Linked DNA regions of Anas platyrhynchos: region 2 is linked to region 1. A link is a contact called in public Hi-C data. All regions are on one chromosome and are shown on one strand. The core of a region is the stretch at or near the end of the contact, and the rest is flanking DNA. Distances in the headings are between cores, read along the strand shown.

Region 1 (5,685 bases), core at 1,865-4,364:
ATGAATTAAAATTTGTCTGTGCCGATGTAGTACGCTGTTGTCTTCCCCAGCAAAATGAGCTAGTCAACTGCTCTGATCAATGGGTACTCCTTACACCAACCTCCCTTCCCTAAGCACCTTCTAGGTTTCAGACACAATGCAAAAGAGCAGGCAGTTTATATCTCCTGGAGACTCGGGCTTATGATGCTCTCAGTCAGCTGGGAGAGTGAGCGAGTAAGAAGAGTGAGCGAGTAAGAAGAAAGAGCTCCCAGAGATCCCTGTTCATAGTTCAGATAAAATTTGTCAGCCCAGAGTTGGGTGGGTAAAGCTGGAAAATCCTGCTTAGACCTACTGCTGAGATCCAGAGGAGTGGCTCTAGGAAACTCCAGCATAATTACATTCTGAATGAATGAGTCTTGCACTGTACTGTACCTGCAATGATACAATGAATAGGTATGCACACTCCTACTTAACACGCCAGATTGCTTCCACAAGATACATAAACAGTTACCAGCGACTGCTTAAAGCGAATTGTAAGGAACAAAACATTTGGATTACTATCCCGAAGTTAAAGGTTGTACTCAGTGCTCCACAACTGTATACGTTATGCATCTCTTCTGAGGTTTTCAGTCTATAAAAAGGAAGCTGTTTATTTTTCAGGGTTATTTAGAAGTAAATATAGTTAATGTTTATATGAAATTCTTTTATGACCTGAGCCCAGTGAAGCTGATGGATTTCTTTAAACTGACTTTCCATAGCAATGAGGCATACCCATAGAAGATGGATGTTAGCAAACTGTTTAAAGTAAATAAATTTTGTGGAATGGAAAATGAAACTGGAAATGAAAAACTTCATTCAAACGTATTTACTCTGAATTTCAATAAAGTATGGCAGACCATCAATTTATGAATGGAATGAGGAAAACAAAAATAAAACTTTTCAATCTCTGTTTTAACTTAGCAGTTTGCTATCTGTGAATAAGTAAGCTTTGATCAGGTTGGCTGTAAAAAATCTGAAAGCTGTGAGTGTGACCACATTATGGTCACTGTGATTTCTGAGGAAAAAAGCAATTTCTAAGATGTGGAAATATAGGAAGTTAAAAGTTGTTCCCTAAAACTGATATGTTTTCATGGCATTGATTCTTGGAGAACCTAGATTCACAGACTTAACATTTCCCTCTCCTGAACCGAAGCCTTTGTGGTGGGTTGACCTTGATCAGCTGCCAGATACCCACCCAGCTGTTCTCCTCAACAGGACAGGGGACAAAGTAAGACCAAAAATCTTGTGTGTTGACATAAAACAGGAAGATCACTTACCAGTCATTGGAAAAAATGATGACTTGGGGAAGACTTTTTTTTTTTTTTTCATTCTTAAATAGAGTAGTATGTTGAGAAACAAAGAAACAAAAAATTATTAAAAATTATTTAAAAGTTATTAAAAATATTAAAAATACCTTATCCTCCACCTTTTCTTCTGAGGCTCAACCCCACTCTTTCACTCCTGACTCTTCTACCTCTACCCCCATGCTGGAGCAGGAGTTGGGGAATGGGGATTTCAGTCAGTCCTTAGCAATTCCTCTATGCTGCTCCTTTCTTCTCACACTTTTTCCCTGCTCCAGCATGAGGTCCCTCTCATGTGATACAGTCCATCAGGAACAGACCACTCTGGTGTGAGTCCCTCATGGCCCACAGTTCCTGCTCCCATGTAGGCTCCAAGGGCTGCAGCTTCCTTTATGCCATATCCATGGGCCGCAGTATGGTTATCTGCTCCAACGTGGTCCTCCACAGCCTGTAGGAGGACAACCTGCATCATCATGTTCCTCTCTAAAGGTTGCAGGGCCTGCTCTGTAGCACCACCTCCTTCTTCACTGACTGTGGTTTCTGTTGCATGTTTTTCTCTCATCTCTCCTGCAGCAGTTACACAGTGCTTTTTACCCATTCTTAGATAAACTTTCCCAGAGAGGCCCATGTACTGGGCTGATGTTAACCCCAGGTCTCAGTAGAGTGAACTCTTGAGAGGACTAGAGGGAATGGCCTCAAGTTGTGCAAGGGTTGGTTCAGGTTGGAAATGAGGAGACATTTCTTCTCAGAAAGAGTGGTCAGGCATTGGAATGGGTTGCTCAGTGAGGTGGTGGTGTCACTGTCCCTGGGGGTGTTTAAGGAAAGGTTGGACATGGTGCTTAGGGACATGGTTTAGTGGGTGATGTTGGTAGTAAAGTGATGGATGCACCAGCTGATCTTGGAGGTCTTTTCCAACCCTAATAATTTTATGCTGGGGGCTACCCTTCTGGAAGGCAGCTTAGCAGAAAAGGCTCTAGGGGTCCTGGTGGACATGTAATTAATCATGAGCAGACAGTGTGTGCCCTTGGCACTAAGAAAGCTAATGGTATCCTGGGCTTCATTAGGCTAAGCATTACCACCGGGTGGAAGGAGGTGATCCTTCCCCTCTACGCAGCACTGGTGTGGCCACCGTTGGAGCGATGGGTCCAGTTCTGGGCACCTTAGTGTAAGGAACATGGATATATGGGAGAGAGTCCAGTGAAGGGCTATAAAGATGATGGAGGGACTGGAGTGCATCACCTGTGAGGGAAGATTGGGAGAGTGGGGACTGTTCAGCTTGGAGAAGAGAAGGCCAAGGGAGATGTCCATTGGTCTGTTCTCCCATGTGCCTGGTGACAGGACGAGGGGGAATGGGTCAAAGTTGCACCAGGGGAGATTTAGGCTGGATATTAGGAAGAACTTCTTTACCGAATGGGTTGTTAGACATTGGAATGGGCTGCCCAGGGAGGTGGTGGAGTCACCATCCCTGGAAGTTTTTAAAAGACGTTTAGATGTAGAGCTTAGCGATATGGTTTAGTGGGGACTGTTAGTGTTAGGTCAGAGGTTGGACTCGATGATCCTGAGGTCTCTTCCAACCTAGAAATTCTGTGATTCTGTGAAATACCTGAAGGGAAAGAGCAAAGAGGACAGCGCCAGGCTCTTTCCAGTGGTGCCTAGTGCCAGGACAAGAGACACACACACACACTGAGCACATCTGGGAGAAAAAAACGTGATCTATTCCACTTTATTTTTCGATCTGAAGCACCCCCGCCGTTGCCTACATTTCCCAGAAGGCGGCGGCGGCCTGGTTCCCCCGCCCCCTCCGACACCGCCCCCTCCGGCCCCATCCCCGTCCCCGAGCCCTGCCCGCAGCGGGGCCGTCCCGGCGGCGGGTGCGGGCAGCGCAGCGCAGCGCCATGGCGGCGGGGCTGCGGTTTGACGGCCGGGTGGTGCTGGTCACCGGCGCCGGAGGAGGTGAGCGGCGGCCCCGGGGGCGTTGCTGGTGGCAGCGGGGGGCTCCCGGGGCCCTGCCGAGGGCCCGGCCGCGGCTGTGTGCGAGCGGCTCCGGGCGTGAGCAGCGCGTTGAGCTGAGGCGGGGAGGGAGGGAGGGAGCGGGGCGGCGGCGGCAGGTGCCTGGGCTGCCCGGGGGGCTGCGGTCCCGTCCCGTCCCGTCCCGTCCCGATGTTGGTGGCCCGCTGGCCGCTCCCCGGCCGGGAGGGGAGCTCGGGGGCGTGCGGCTGCCCCGAGAGCCGCGCCTTGACCCGGGCAGCTCCGTGATGGCCATCTGGGAGTGCGAAGTTTGGGGTGGTTCTCAGCTGCTGGAGGAGTTTTGGTTGTTTTCCACAACCCTCCGAGGGCACGCTGTGTTTCCACAGTGAACTCCTCCCTTTTTTTTTTTTTTTTTTTTTTTTTTTATGCCTTTGTGGAGCTGTGAGCACATACCAAGAACTCGTTTCTGGGCCCCAAACTGATAGGGAACCATTAGGGCTGGGAAAGACCTCCCAGATCATCTGGTCCAGCCACCCCCTACCACCCCCTAAACCATGTCCCTGTGCACCACATGTCTTGTGGATGAGGAATGAGGAATTCTGTGGAAAGCACTGAGTGGTCAGATTCATGTCACTTGGGTGTCACTTGGCCGATACTTGTCGCTTTCTCCTCAAGAGACATTGAGGCCAGGTTTTTGTGTGATGCTTTTCTGCTTTTCCCGGACCTGTACTGATGTGCTTCTTGCTAGACAGCAAATGTTACTGAAGTAGATGTTAATTTCTTAGGTAATAGCGAAACAAATAAACAAAAACCTGTGTCAATAACAAAACTTCCAGAAACCAGCACATGGGGCAAAAATCGCTTGTCATAAGCATGGCTATCGTGACCCTTACACCCTTGCATTTCTAGTTTTAGGCTGATCGAAAATGGTTTGTTGATAGAGAAAACTGTCGTTGTATGTCTTATTTCACAGCAATTTTTTTTTGACGAATAGGTGATTAAATAAAGGGAAGCTCTGTTAACTTCATGTTAGTTATTAGTTTGCTTCCATCTAGTTTACAACATGGTAGTTAGTATATACCGCTAATAGCATTGCTTGTTGACTTTTTTTTGAATGTCAGTGAACACATGAGAGCTGGGAATTTATTTGTATTGCTGATCCCTTTGTTTCAAAGTGAGACCTGTTTTTGCATAGACAGGCATCTAAAAATACGATAGCTTTCACTTTGGGCAAATCGCCTATGAAGAATACATTGTACTTGCCTGTAATGCAGCACTGTCATTGTTTCTGCAATTCAAACTACATATTTATTTATATATATTTTATTTTGAGATGAGCTTTGCCAGTTGAGAGCACTGGCACATTACCTGGATCTGTAAACCTCAATCATTTGGCTTTTCAAAAAAAAGTTTTCTTTTGGGGCCTTGTTTATATCAAGCAGTACACGCACCTCAAGTGTTACTATCCCTTGCAGAGGCTCACAGGAGCCTTAAGGAAAGTTCAAAATTGGTGTTGTGAGTTTAGTGTATTTCAAAACAGTCTAAACAGTTCTGACGTTCTTTTTTTTTTCCTTTGAGAAATGGCATTGAATGTGTTGGGGAGGGACAAATAGCTACTATTGAGAAATACATGAGAAACCTTTTTCTGGTTTTGTTTTTTATCATCTTTTGATCATTCAAATCTTAGTTTGAAATCTTCATCGTGAATTTCAATAGTGATTTTTGACTGATTCAGTGAATAATATCTGTGTGAGTAAATGGTTTGTTACTGCAAGTAACTAGTGTTTAACACACCTAGAATGTAAATCAGAATAAAGGTGCAAAAGTCTTGCTTGTGTATGTGAGGTAAAAATTACATTCTACTGTTACAGTAGGTAAACTATGTATGTGTTTGGGTAGCTGTGGTACTAGGTGATTCCTTTGTACTGAAATACTCGGAGGAATTTTGTCACTACATCTTCTGTCACAGTTAATTATTTTTTGTTGTTTTGTAAGTTTCTTCTTCAAATCTCAAAGACTAACTTTAACCAGGAAAGTGTCTTATTCACTTGGAATGTAATTAATTAACTTGAAACATCCCCTCCTGCAAAGCTGTGTCAAGACATTAAATTTTCTGCTTTACCAATATATTTTTCTGTCACAAACACAAAGACAGCGGCAGGTAGCTTTCCCTGATGGTTCTTCTGAGTGCAGTAACAAAAAGTAAGCATGGGCAATTTTTTTTTCTCTTAACTGGAGGTTCTGTCAAGAATTTATCTGCTGATCTGCTTTTCAGCTTTTTGTGCAACTACTCCAGGGGGAAATGGAATTTTACTTAAAACCTGCAGGATTCTTATGTTGATTTGGTGCATCTTTGTTCATGCATTTTATTTTGTTTCCAAAATTTAACTCTTTTTAA
Region 2 (5,685 bases), core at 1,312-3,811, 170 kb before region 1:
ACACCAAAGAATACCATTAACTTGGATTTGCTTTGCACAAGTGCAATTTTCATTTTAGAACAGACACGCAGGAACATAACTTAAAATTCTCATTTGGACTTCTTCAGGATTTACTAGTGAAATACAAGCAAGATGTGCCTTAGCAAGACTAAGGCACGATGTGTTTGTATATACCTGGTACACTGCTTTTTGGAGCATTTAAAGGTCTGATTGTTACTGAAAATATAATGCTTTGTCCAATAATACAAAAAGCTGTACATCATTCACTTCCAAGCTTTTCTATGCATGCACAAAAGCTGCAGTTCTGGCAGCATTTCAGAAAGGCCACAGCCACTATATGTTACCCTAGGAAGTAAGAGTGTTTCCCATCTTATGCTATTCTGATACTGAGCATATTTTATATGGTTCACCCTTGAAATGCCAAAGGTGAGAACTGAGTGAGCATGCGCAGCAGGAGTTCTGAATGATGGTAATCAGCAGCTTGGCTTGTGAGAATTACAGCTCCTCAGGGACTGTAAAACAGAATATTTACTGATGTCAGGGGCAAGACATTGAAAAGGACCCTGCCTTGGTGTTTTGCAATCTCATAGGGCAAATTTAACGCCTTTCCCATTTTTTAGACTCTTCTGAGTGGGAAGAAAAATAAACAGCTTTTTGGACAAACTATTTGCTTAGAAGAAGGTGAGAAAAAATAAGCAAAATGACCAAAAAGCATAAAAAAATACTTTCTTGGTGGCTATCAACTTTATGATATTTTTTTAACTTTCTAATCACTGTCAAGGTTCGAAACTCCAAGAAAAACCTGTTTTTTTGCTTCTTCAAAAATACGAGGTATAAATATACTTTGAATTGTATTGAAACATATTTATTTCCTGTAGCATGACAACGCACAGGCCGGAGCTGAAATTTATTAGTGCCAAACAATGCATTCACTTTGATATAACAAAACATACTGTACATATTCTGTCTGTAGCTGAATTCACAGATGTTGCAGGAGAAGTGAGATGGGGCACCGCATGGAGGAAAGTGTGCACAAGCCCCACTTCTGGTGGCTGCCCTTGCTGTTCCCCAGGCTGAGAAGTGGAAGATGCACAGCAGCAGCTTCAGGGATTGGCAGCATAGAGTGACAGCTCGCGTGCAAAAGCTGACCGCTGACAGCAAAGGGTGGGAAGGGGAAGGTGGTGGGGTGGGAGCCAGAATATGGGAAGTATGTGCCTGACAGGCCATTGTATAGGCTCTCACTGTCACAAAAGAGAAGAAAAAGGCAACATCCATTCTGTTACACAATAAAGCAAACAAACTAATCTGCAGTCAAAAAGACCAAATCTAAATAGAAAGGAAATGAGAGGTTCCTTATTTTCTTGCCATATCAGCATGTTTGGGTATGTCAGCTGTAAACATACCATACTATGTTGTAATTAGATGTAGGTTAAACAGCACTTATCAGGGAAACTTTTGCTTTTACTTTTTTTTTTTTTTTTAAATTAGTGTTCTAAATTTCCCCTTCTTCCTGAATTCTTCATCAGACTGAGGTCTGGGATTGCTTTCTGCTGTCACCCTGGTACCTTGCCGTGCTGCAGATCGTATGCATTTTACTCCTGTGGAGTAACGAGGTAGTTCTGCAGGATTTCTGACCTTTTCTGTCCGGCATATTCTGGAACCATCCTCTGGGGAAGGAGTATCGGCTGGCTGCAACCACGGCTGGGCTGGTTCACCGCCTGGGCCCAGAAGGGGATGGCAAGGGGGGGGCTCCTGACAGGGCTCAGCCACAGTTCACTTTCTTGCTCAGGACCAGTGAAAATTTTTGTTACCTTAAAAATCCATAGGGTTGCTCTATCAGATTCTGCAGTTGAAAGAAGGATAAAATTATCTGTTTGTGAGCGTTGCTCCTGGCAAGGATAAGATCAATTTGGTTGGACTCACTGGTAATTTGATAAGCTTTTTGATCCCTTCCCAAACAAAATAAGTGATTAGGGTGACAGAAGTCTATCTCTAGCATAAGAAACGTGGCCCTTTGAGGGGATGTCTATGTACACACAGTGAAAAATGTGAATTTTCGTCACGTCAGAAGACGAGATAAGAGAAATCTTTCGTTTATTTGCATAAAACTCTGCAGCAGCAGTGCATTACATAGTGCATTATTATAGTGAGGGGCGACTCGGACTTTGCACCACTCCCCGGAACGAGAGAATGCAAGTCACTGCGGGCGCTGCGGTTCACGGGGGAGGACGACGGCCCCAACAGCGCTGATGCTGCTTTGGGACACGGGGCCGGGCGGCCCCAAACCCCTGACAGGGGACGGGGACGGGGACGGGCGCAGCGAGGCGTGAGGCGCCCCCCGCCCGCTCTGACAGACCCCGACCACCTCAGGGCCGGCGCGGCGCGCATGCGCAGCGGCTGATGGCCGCCCGGCGGCGGGAGGAATCTCGCGAGATCCCGGCCGCCTCTCGCGAGAGCCAAGCGCGCCGAGGCGGCGGGCGGTCAGTGGCGGCAGTCAGTGGCGGGCGGGCGGCGAGGCGGGTGGTAGGGGGCGCTGCTCCGCTGTCGCCGCCCCGCCGAGGAGACTCCACCCCACGCTGAGTGCCTCCTCCTCCTCCTCCTCCTCCTCCTCCTCCTCCTCCTGCGCCGCCGCCCGCGGGACGAGGGAGGGCCGAGCGGCGGCGTCCCGGCAGCGCCGGGCGCCTGCGTGTCGCCATGAACCTGCACCAGGTGCTGACGGGGGCCGTGAACCCGGGGGACAACTGCTTCTCGGTGGGGAGCCTGCACGGGCAGCCCTTCACGGTGAGTCCGGGGGGGGCGGGGAGGTGGGCACCTTCCCCGCTGCACCTGCGGGGCAGCCGGGCTGGGGGCGGCCGCCATCAGCGAGCCGTGCCGGGGCACCGCACGTGAAGATGGGGGTGGCCCTGGTGGTGGTGGCCCTGGTGGCCGTGGTGGTGGCCGTGGTGGTGGCGGTGGCCGCCCGGCTGTTATATAAACGGCGCCCCTCAGGCGCGACCTTCGCGGGGGGGGCGCCCCGCAGCCGGCCGGGGGGTCCCGCATTGCCCCGTGTCAGCCTTGTCCCCGTGTCCCCCCCCCACCCTCCTCCTCTTTTCCCTCTTGTTTTGGGTTTTCTGCCTGTGCAGGGGGTGCCCTCCCCGCCCCCTTCCCTTCCAAAATGCCCCCTCCCTGTCTGCCTCTCCTCTTCAGGCGAAAACGAGGAGCGAAATGAGCGAAAACTCGGCTGTTTTTAGTCGTGTTTTCCTCTGGTCGCTGTGCCGTGTGCGGAGCCCGATAGGGCAGCGGTAAATGGAGGTGCAGGAGCTGAGCCTGCCTCTCCTCGCTGCTCACGGATGTCACCGTGCCCTGCCAGCACGGGAAGGGGGGCCGGGGCACCCTCACGGGTCCTGGGCCACCTGCCCTCACGCTGCTCCCCGTGGGTTGGCTTCGAGGAGCCGGTCTGGCCTTGTCAGTGCTGTGCCTGCTCCCCTAAAGCCCCCCGCTGTAAGGCAGCTCATGTTGGGAGCCTTCTGCAGCTGGAGCAGTTGTGGCTTCCCGTGCCCACTGTGCTGGATCTTCTGGTTTCATGTATTCAGAAGTGTTTGAGACCCACAGGTGGTAGGGAAATGCCGTAGCGAGGCGGCAAAGTTTAGCGTACAGTGAAGTGCTGGAAAGGTTTCGATATGTGGTGTCCAAATGGGAAGCTCAAGAAGTTCCTTCTTGGGGAGAAGGAGGTCGAGTTATCGGTGTCACTGAAGAGCTCTCTCCTACTACAGCCTAACTTCCAGAAAGTGTCAGGATTTCCTGATGGATAAAAGGGGTGAGGATCTCTCTTTGGGGAGAAAGGAACCACTGGAGAGTGCGGCTTTCCCTGTTTCTATTGGTCTGTTGTTCCCAAGATCTGTTTTGACATAAATATAGTAACAGTGTTTCCTATAGACACATTCATCTTGGTTTTTGTCCTTTTGCTCAGAAGGTTATTAATAGATTCCTTTTCCTCAGGTTTAAAACTGACAACAGAAATATCTTGGGCTTGTTGTTGTTTTTTTTCCTGTTGTTACTTGTTTTATAACACCATGTTAAAGTCACTACAATGCTCAGAAACATTAACAAGTGAAAGGTACTACATCTAATTCCTTTTCCTGGAAATGGTGGACTGAACCTTTAGAAAATCCAATAGGAAAATTGACAGTTCTTTTCCTGCATCTGAAATCAAGATGTAAGCATTAACAAGTATAAAAACTATTGAATCATATATCAGTACTCAATAATAATAAAAACATCTCATCAAACATCTGTGAGTTTTTGGTCAGAGAGACTGGAAACACAGGAGTTGATGTGTCAGGATGCTGTACTGAAGCTGGGGAGAGTTGTCATTGTCTGACAAGATAACTTGTTCTGCAGTACCTCGATTTTTTTATATATGGTGTTGTCCCGAATATTGCGTGCACACTTGTACTGAATATATGACTGAAGGTGAAAAAGCTTTAAAACGTTAAATTTTAAGCTGAAAATAATAGGTTTTTATTAACTTTAAAGTTGGAGATCAAATTAGTAGGGGTACCTATACACAGTGAATTGTATGAACCTTTCTGAAAACACCTGGTTTGGTTTTAAACTGGCATGTGAGGTACTTGTCCTCATGGTGTGCAGGTGGCAGAGGTTCTGTCTTTCATTTTTCTGGATTTCTTTTTTAGGATCTGATGTGACAACTGGAGCTTAAGCTTTCTTAGAGGGAACTCTGATAAAGAGTTTTTGGTATGCCTTTTATTCATATATAGAAAAGGCTCATAAGGATCAAGATAACTTAGGAAGTATTCCTGTTATTTATCTATTGAGAATATGTGATAGTAACATCTGGTATGCTTATGAGTATAAAGAACTTGGCCTACAGAAGTTAGAATGTATCCATTTGCTCTTGATGTGCTTCTCCTGAAATGTAATCGTTTTATTTGCAGTGGAAAGCATCCTTTACTTTCTTTGTTTTCAGATGTGGAGTATTTCATACCTGAAAACATTTGATTCCTAAATTCATAAGTTAATGCTCACATACTTAGGATACGGCTATAGTAGTTTTTATGGAAGTTGTGTAGAAGCTATTAGGTAATCAATACTGATAACACTTCTAGTGATTGATTTGCTCTGTGCGTGTTTCCTTATTCAGTTCTGCTTTCGTGACTTTTTTTTTCTGGATTCTTTTTTAACAAAAAATATCAGAAGGGGAGAAAAGTCACTATCAGCAACAGGAACATTACAAGCACATGTCCTAGGACTCGTCGTGGTAGCTGTAAAAGGGTTGTTGCTTGTAGGGGCAAAAAATTGGGAAAGATAAATAAATTGCATAGGTCAATGCAAGCAGAATCTTCTTGGACAGATTTCCTGCGCGTGTGTGTGTAGTTTAAGTCATCTTGGACCTGAGACTTGTTTTGTATGACTGACAAAACTGTGAAATTAAAATGTTAGCTAGAGAACATTTGAAAAATGTGGTTTGTTTTTTTTTTTTTGAGTAGTTTGAATAAGACCACACTCAATTTTTCCAAAGATGCTGGATAGCATTATGAAGTAGAGATTTCCAGCTTCATAAAATTGTTTGATAAACAAAAGCAGGCTCAGTAAAATTGTTGCTAGACTGTCTAGAAAGTATTTAACATTTTTATTTATAACCCATATAGTTACCCATGAAGTATTTATAACTTCATGGGTAACTAT

The links. A called contact is a pair of places that touch in the nucleus more often than the background predicts.
Region 2: a Hi-C map of subcutaneous adipose tissue shows a contact between it and region 1, with 2.2 times the contacts expected there. The contact joins the promoter of DMXL1 here to the promoter of HSD17B4 in region 1. A contact is called at or near these places in 2 of 8 Hi-C or Micro-C datasets (liver and subcutaneous adipose tissue).

Annotation. Positions count from the first base shown.
Region 1 is chrZ:67,230,643-67,236,327 of IASCAAS_PekinDuck_T2T, reverse strand. HSD17B4 (hydroxysteroid 17-beta dehydrogenase 4) reads left to right here and starts at 3,114. Exons shown (of 24, transcript XM_027446356.3): 1 at 3,114-3,272. The coding sequence starts at 3,215.
Region 2 is chrZ:67,401,516-67,407,200 of IASCAAS_PekinDuck_T2T, reverse strand. DMXL1 (Dmx like 1) reads left to right here and starts at 2,561. Exons shown (of 44, transcript XM_072031715.1): 1 at 2,561-2,781. The coding sequence starts at 2,695. LOC119714390 (a long non-coding RNA gene) reads right to left here and starts at 2,442. Exons shown (of 4, transcript XR_005261554.2): 1 at 1,636-2,442.